2 separate regions of the Sus scrofa genome follow, and region 1 is linked to region 2. A link is a contact called in public Hi-C data. All regions are on one chromosome and are shown on one strand. Each heading gives the region's core, a stretch centred on a gene start, on an enhancer-like site or on the middle of the called end of the contact. The rest is flanking DNA. Distances are from core to core; before and after follow the strand shown. Region 1 holds the start of PRMT7 (protein arginine N-methyltransferase 7). Region 2 holds the start of ESRP2 (epithelial splicing regulatory protein 2).

What was found. A called contact is a pair of places that touch in the nucleus more often than the background predicts.
Region 1: a contact with region 2 is called in a Hi-C map of embryonic fibroblasts, with 2.4 times the contacts expected there. The contact joins the promoter of PRMT7 here to the promoter of ESRP2 in region 2. A contact is called at or near these places in 3 of 5 promoter capture datasets (fetal liver, fetal skeletal muscle and liver), 15 of 47 Hi-C or Micro-C datasets (blood, brain, embryonic fibroblasts and 8 more) and 2 of 2 datasets of contacts at active chromatin or transcription factors (alveolar macrophages and skeletal muscle).

What each region holds. Positions count from the first base shown.
Region 1 is chr6:28,881,777-28,884,476 of Sscrofa11.1, reverse strand. PRMT7 (protein arginine N-methyltransferase 7) reads right to left here and starts at 1,329. Exons shown (of 19, transcript XM_021094144.1): 1 at 775-1,329. SLC7A6OS (probable RNA polymerase II nuclear localization protein SLC7A6OS) reads left to right here and starts at 905. Exons shown (of 5, transcript XM_021094162.1): 1 at 905-1,146; 2 at 1,255-1,539. The coding sequence starts at 952.
Region 2 is chr6:28,812,595-28,815,294 of Sscrofa11.1, reverse strand. It overlaps ESRP2 (epithelial splicing regulatory protein 2), which reads left to right and starts at 1,303. Exons shown (of 16, transcript XM_021094132.1): 1 at 1,303-1,524; 2 at 1,878-2,613; 3 at 2,699-2,700. The coding sequence starts at 2,416.

The DNA of each region.
Region 1 (2,700 bases), core at 80-2,579, 69 kb before region 2:
AGAAAGTTATGGGAAGATTCTCTGAGAAAGGCAGCATACAAGTTGAGGCCTACAAGACAAGCCAAATTAAAAGCTGTGAAAGTGTAGTGCTCATATTTCAGGAATCCTTACCCCAACTTTTCCCAAGAAAAGGCCCTAGGATATAAAAAACCAGGTGCATAGTGACAAAAGCCTGCCGGACTGAAGCACTTTGAGTAGAAGAAATGACAGATTAGGGGTGGGCTTCTGCAAATCACTGTGGCCTGTTGGCTTTGGAAAAGTGGTTTGCATTTTGTTCTAGATGCACTGGGAGCAACTCAAGGATTTCAAGCAAAAAAAAAAAAAAAAAATACCTACGGTGAGTGTATGGTTTTACAGACCACTCAGGCCGGTATGTGGTAAATAGGTTTCCGACTACTGAAAACACTGTGACTGGGAAAGCCTAGCGAACCAGACAGCCGTGCGACAGCTGGAGGTCCATATGACCGTGGTGCAAGTCTCTGTCGCTGAGGAGAGACGCCAGGTACTATGACCGAGGTCCCCGTGGAGGTGCTCAGTCACAGACCCAGCTAGAAGCAATCACCCGACTGGATGGCAGAGACGGAGACCTCCCGGAACCCCGCACTCTCGCCGGCCCGGGAGCTCCGAGCCGCCTCAGGCGGACTCTAGAAAGGTCCTCGAGAGTCTCGAAGACATGCGTACCCCAGGCTCCGAGGCCTTGAGCTGAGGACTGGAAGCTGGCTGCACCCAAGCCTCCAACCGCGACCGACCTTCCCAACCCGCCCAGCGCCTCACCCGCCGCAAGAATCTCTCCACTCACGTCTGCCGCCCCCGCCATATTGCCGCGGCAGGCGTGCAAGGGCGGGACCTCCCTTGGCTCGCGGAGCGTGCGGGGCACGGAGCCCGGAAGCGGAAGCAGAAAGCTCTTCCGTCGCACCTCTCGCGTTCCCACAGTGCTCCACGACAGCCAGTATGGAGGCCGGCAGGACAGCGGTGCTCCGAGTGAAGCGGAAGCGCAGCGCAGAACCAGCTGAGGCACTTGTCCTCGCTTGTAAACGCCTCCGCTCCAGCGCAGTTGAGTCGGGAGTCCAAAAGACGCCTCCGGATGGTCTGGAGAGTGCAGCAGAAAATAATGTCTTCCAGTTGGTGGCCACTTTGCGCTCCCAGGTATTGGGCTGGGAGGGAGCCGGTGTGAAAGGGATCTTAGGGCTCAGCTGTGGTGCGTCCTTATCTCTGACACTCTCTTGAACCCTTGCTTCCACCCTCTCCCACCAGGAGGAGCCAGTCCAGCCTCTCCTGCGGGCGGCCCTGCGCCCATCCCAGAGCAGCCAGCAGCGCATCCGCAGTCATCTCCGCGCGTCTGCTCAGGAGATGCGGCAGGAGGGCCGCTACAGAGTAGTCTCTAGCCACCGATCTTCGGGGATTCCCTCGGGTGGCTTGGAATCCGAAGACGCGCCGGGAAGCCCAGAGGCCACGGCTGAGGACGCAGGCTTCCAGCTGTTGGACCTGGTCCGTGAGGAAGAAGACCCAGAAGCCGCGAACGCCACAATCTCCCGCAAAGTGAGTACACGTCCGCAGTCGCGCACTGGGCTTCTACACAGTTAAAGAGGGTACACATGACTTCACTTTAGAGATGGATGCTCCAACCATATTGATAAGCTCAGTTTATAGGTTAGGTTTTTCATTCAACAAGTATTTATTCACAGGCCACTATGTGCCACTCCTTGTTCTTAAGTTCTGTGGATACAGCAGTGAGGACCTAACTTAGAGGAGAGAAAGATCAAGGAAATAAATTCAATTTCAGGTAGCGATATGGGCTATAAGGACAGGGAGAGAAAAAGGAAAACTATGATCCCATCTCATTGAGAAAATGCCATTTGAGTGAAGACTTGGAGGTGAATGGCAGGGCACTGTATATATCTGGGGAGGATTCCAGACTGGGGAGCTATAACTGCAAAGACCCTGAAGCCAAATTTATCTGGTGTTTTCAGAGTCATTGTGCCTGGAGCCCAGTGAGATGGGGAAAGATAGTAAGAAATTTGGGGAGAGGATACTTGCTAGACCCTTTCAAGTAGATACTTGCAAGGATACACTGCCTTTCGTCCTGAGATGGGGAATCACTGGAGGCTTTTGACCAAGGTAAAAATAGAGCAGATGGGAAAACTCTATATTTAAGGGAGGTTAAAGGACCAGCCCTGGGTAGGCTACCAGGTTTGAGGTAATTTAGAATTAGAGTGCAAGACCTCTTACATTTAATTCAGTATTACTTTCTACTAATTACATTTACTAAGTTAGTTTTGTCCCTCACTTCCAAAAAACAAAGTCAGCTACATGCAGTAAAACCAAAGAAATAGAAAATTCTCAACCTCAGGTATGCTTCCTCTTGATAAACATTTTTCAGATCTCCTTTTAGTAGTTCTCGTAGTTTAAAAAATGAGATTTTTATTCAAAATGTATCAAGCAAAAAATATTTTATCATGTTGCTACTATACTTGGATAACAATTTGGGCATGGTGACCATAGCCACCTCTCTTGCCAAAACTAGTTCCACACGAATTCATACTGCTTCATGAGTTATGAAGTTTTGTTTTTGTTTTTTCTTAAATACAGATTGACAGGAGTTCCCTTGTGGCTCAGTAGGTTAAGGATCCAGCATTGTCACTGCTGTGGCTCTGGTTACTGCAGTGGCTCAGGCCTGATCCTTGGCCCAAGAACTTTCAT
Region 2 (2,700 bases), core at 54-2,553:
TATGCCACAGCCACGGCAACGCAGGTTCAAAGCTGCCTCTGCAACCTACACCACAGTTCACCACAACACCGGATCCTTAACCTGCTAAGCAGGCCAGGGGTCGAACTTGCAACCTCATGGTTCCTAGTCTGATTCCCACTCCACCACGACAGGAATTCCCTAATGTTATTTTAATGAATTTGAATTTCGTTTTTCAAAGAGTCCAAACATGGGTTATGGTTATTGCCATGTGGGTGGGGGTGGTCAGACAGGTGTACGGGGGTTTGGGGGAGCCGAAACCCCCCACACTTGGGTTCATTACCCCGCAGGGACCTGTACATGCATGTATGCATCTCCAATGGAAATGCGTTCAGGACTGTCCGAAGTGCCAAGAGGTCACCTCAAGGGGGAGGCTTCCTCATTGAGACCCGCGCTGGAGGAAGAATAGCCTAACGCGAAGGTCTAGAGGTTGAATGGATAGGGGTCGCCAGAAAGGGCGAGACTGAGATCAGGTAGCAGCTGGATGGCCCAGCAAGGGCGCCAGGGCTCTGTCCTCTAGGAGGAGAACCCAGACTGGAGCCTAACCTGGGGCGATGTACGCCAGGGAAGTTTTAGGAGAGGCTGGGGTGCTTTTGGGGTGGAATTAGCTGCAAGGGCAGAGCCTGAAGGAAGGCCGACTCAGCCGGGCACACGTGCGCTCCAGGATTGGGTGGAGGGAACTTACCTCGCTGTTGCGCGGACCACAGAACAAATATTTGACATTCCAGGTTTATCTAGAGGAGGGCGGAGCCCGAAGAGCGACATGTCCTCCTCCCTCCGGTCCTGATTGGCTTAGCGCTTCGCGGGGGTGGGGTTAAGTGTGCAGGCGCCGGGTAGCAGTCTCGCGTAGGGCAGTAAAGCGCAGACACTCGCGTACATCCCAGGGGGAAGTGCTTGTTGCCCAAAGCCGCTGGAAGACCCGTCTACTTCCCTCTCCCTCTTGGCCGCCGTGTCCCAGCGCGAGTCATTACCCTCCCAGACGCCTCAGTCTCTTATCCGTCAAATGGGGACGCGATGCAGTGTGAATTAGTGGACAAAGCCTCGTAGGCGCCCCCTCTACGCTGGGCTCCTTCGCTCTCTCAGTGGTCCGAAGGTCTGGACGCAGCGCCCAGTTTCTCCGAAAGAGTGAGGTGTGGCTCTCGCCCCAGCTTCCGCTGGGGCTTGGCAACCCTCCCTATGTGTCTGCTTCTGCTGGGCTGGAGTCCCTCCTACCCGCTGGATTCATCTTCAGTTTCTGAGTCGCATAAATGGGAGAACCGGGGGAAGTCCGGAGCGGCCTGGAGACTCAACCATAAAGGAGCCTCAGCAAGCCTGACTGGGCGAAAGGGTGCTGGGAGCCCTCCACAGGAACTGTCCGGAGGAGAGAAGAGATGGAGGATCTGCAGCCCCTTTGCGCACAATGCGCTTTTGCCGCTGCCCCCCCCCCCCCGCCCCAGCACGCTCATATCTCCAGGCAACAGGCCTGTGGTCAAGGGGGAAGGCGGCAGGTCGCAGTCCTCACCTGGGGTAGGAGTGAGGCTTCTGGTCGGGAGCTTCTGGTTCAGTGCCGTCTGGGGTGCCGCTCTTGGGAGCTGGGGCCGAGGTGGTGGGAACGCGCTTCTTTCTTCCCCAGCACCGAGGCCTGCTCACCTCCAACCATGCTTTGGCACCGTGGGCCCTTCCTGAAGCCAGGCTAAGGCCCAGCCTTTGCACCTGTAGGGACAAGCCCTGACTACTGATCCCAAGGGTTCCTTGGTGCTCTCTGACACCCTTCCCTCCCCCTCAATCGACCTATGGTGATCCCCCTACAAGCCTTTGGGTGATGCCCGGTAATTTTCACCACTCCTTGTGACCATGGGTGACTTCTACTACCCGTCCAGACCAGCCGTCATGACTCCCTCAGCCTCTACGCTGCCTCCTGGTGATTTTCACTACTCCTAACGGACTGAAGAAGGTCCTTGGTTTTGCACTTCCCTTGGCGAAGGCCTCCTGGTGGAGGAGTGAGGAGGAAGCCTCGTGGGAGCGGAGTGTGGAGTCGCCCCGTTAGTCAGGCAGGTTCTGCTAAGGGGAGTGGGAGTCCGGGTTCTGAGAATTAGCCCAGGCCAGGCCTGTGAGCACGCGCGTCCAGGGCTAGGTTCTAGTGGCCCTCCCCCACGGTTCCGGGGGCCGCCCTCGGGTCACGTGGCCCGCAGGGCCGACAGGTATCTCGCCCAGAGAGGGCGGGGGCCGGTAGCCGCCCCGCCCCGCCGGGCGCTGCGGGCGGGTCTCAGCAGCGCCCACAGCGCCAGCCGGGCCGCAGGTGCCGCCCCCAACACACCGTGTCCCGCCCAAGCCGATCCGCGTCTGCCGTCTGTCGGTGCGTGCGTGAGCTTCGTCGGTCCGCGTGTGTCTGGCCGAGCGCCCCCTTCCTCTGCGGCCATGACTCCGCCGCCACCCCAGCCACCGCCCCCAGGCCCGAACCCCACAGCAGACTCCGCTGCCGACCCCCGACCCGGGCCTGGACCCCTAGTCGTACTGTTCGGGGCTACGGCCGGTGCGCTGGGGCCAGACCTGGGCTCTGATGAGACCGACTTAATCCTCCTAGTCTGGCAAGTGGTGGAGCCGCGGAGCCGCCAGGTAGGGTGGAAAGGGGACGGTGAGGTCTCCAGGGAGCTTCAGGATCCGAGGGACGCAGTTGCTAATAGGTTTTCCTCGCTCTCAGGT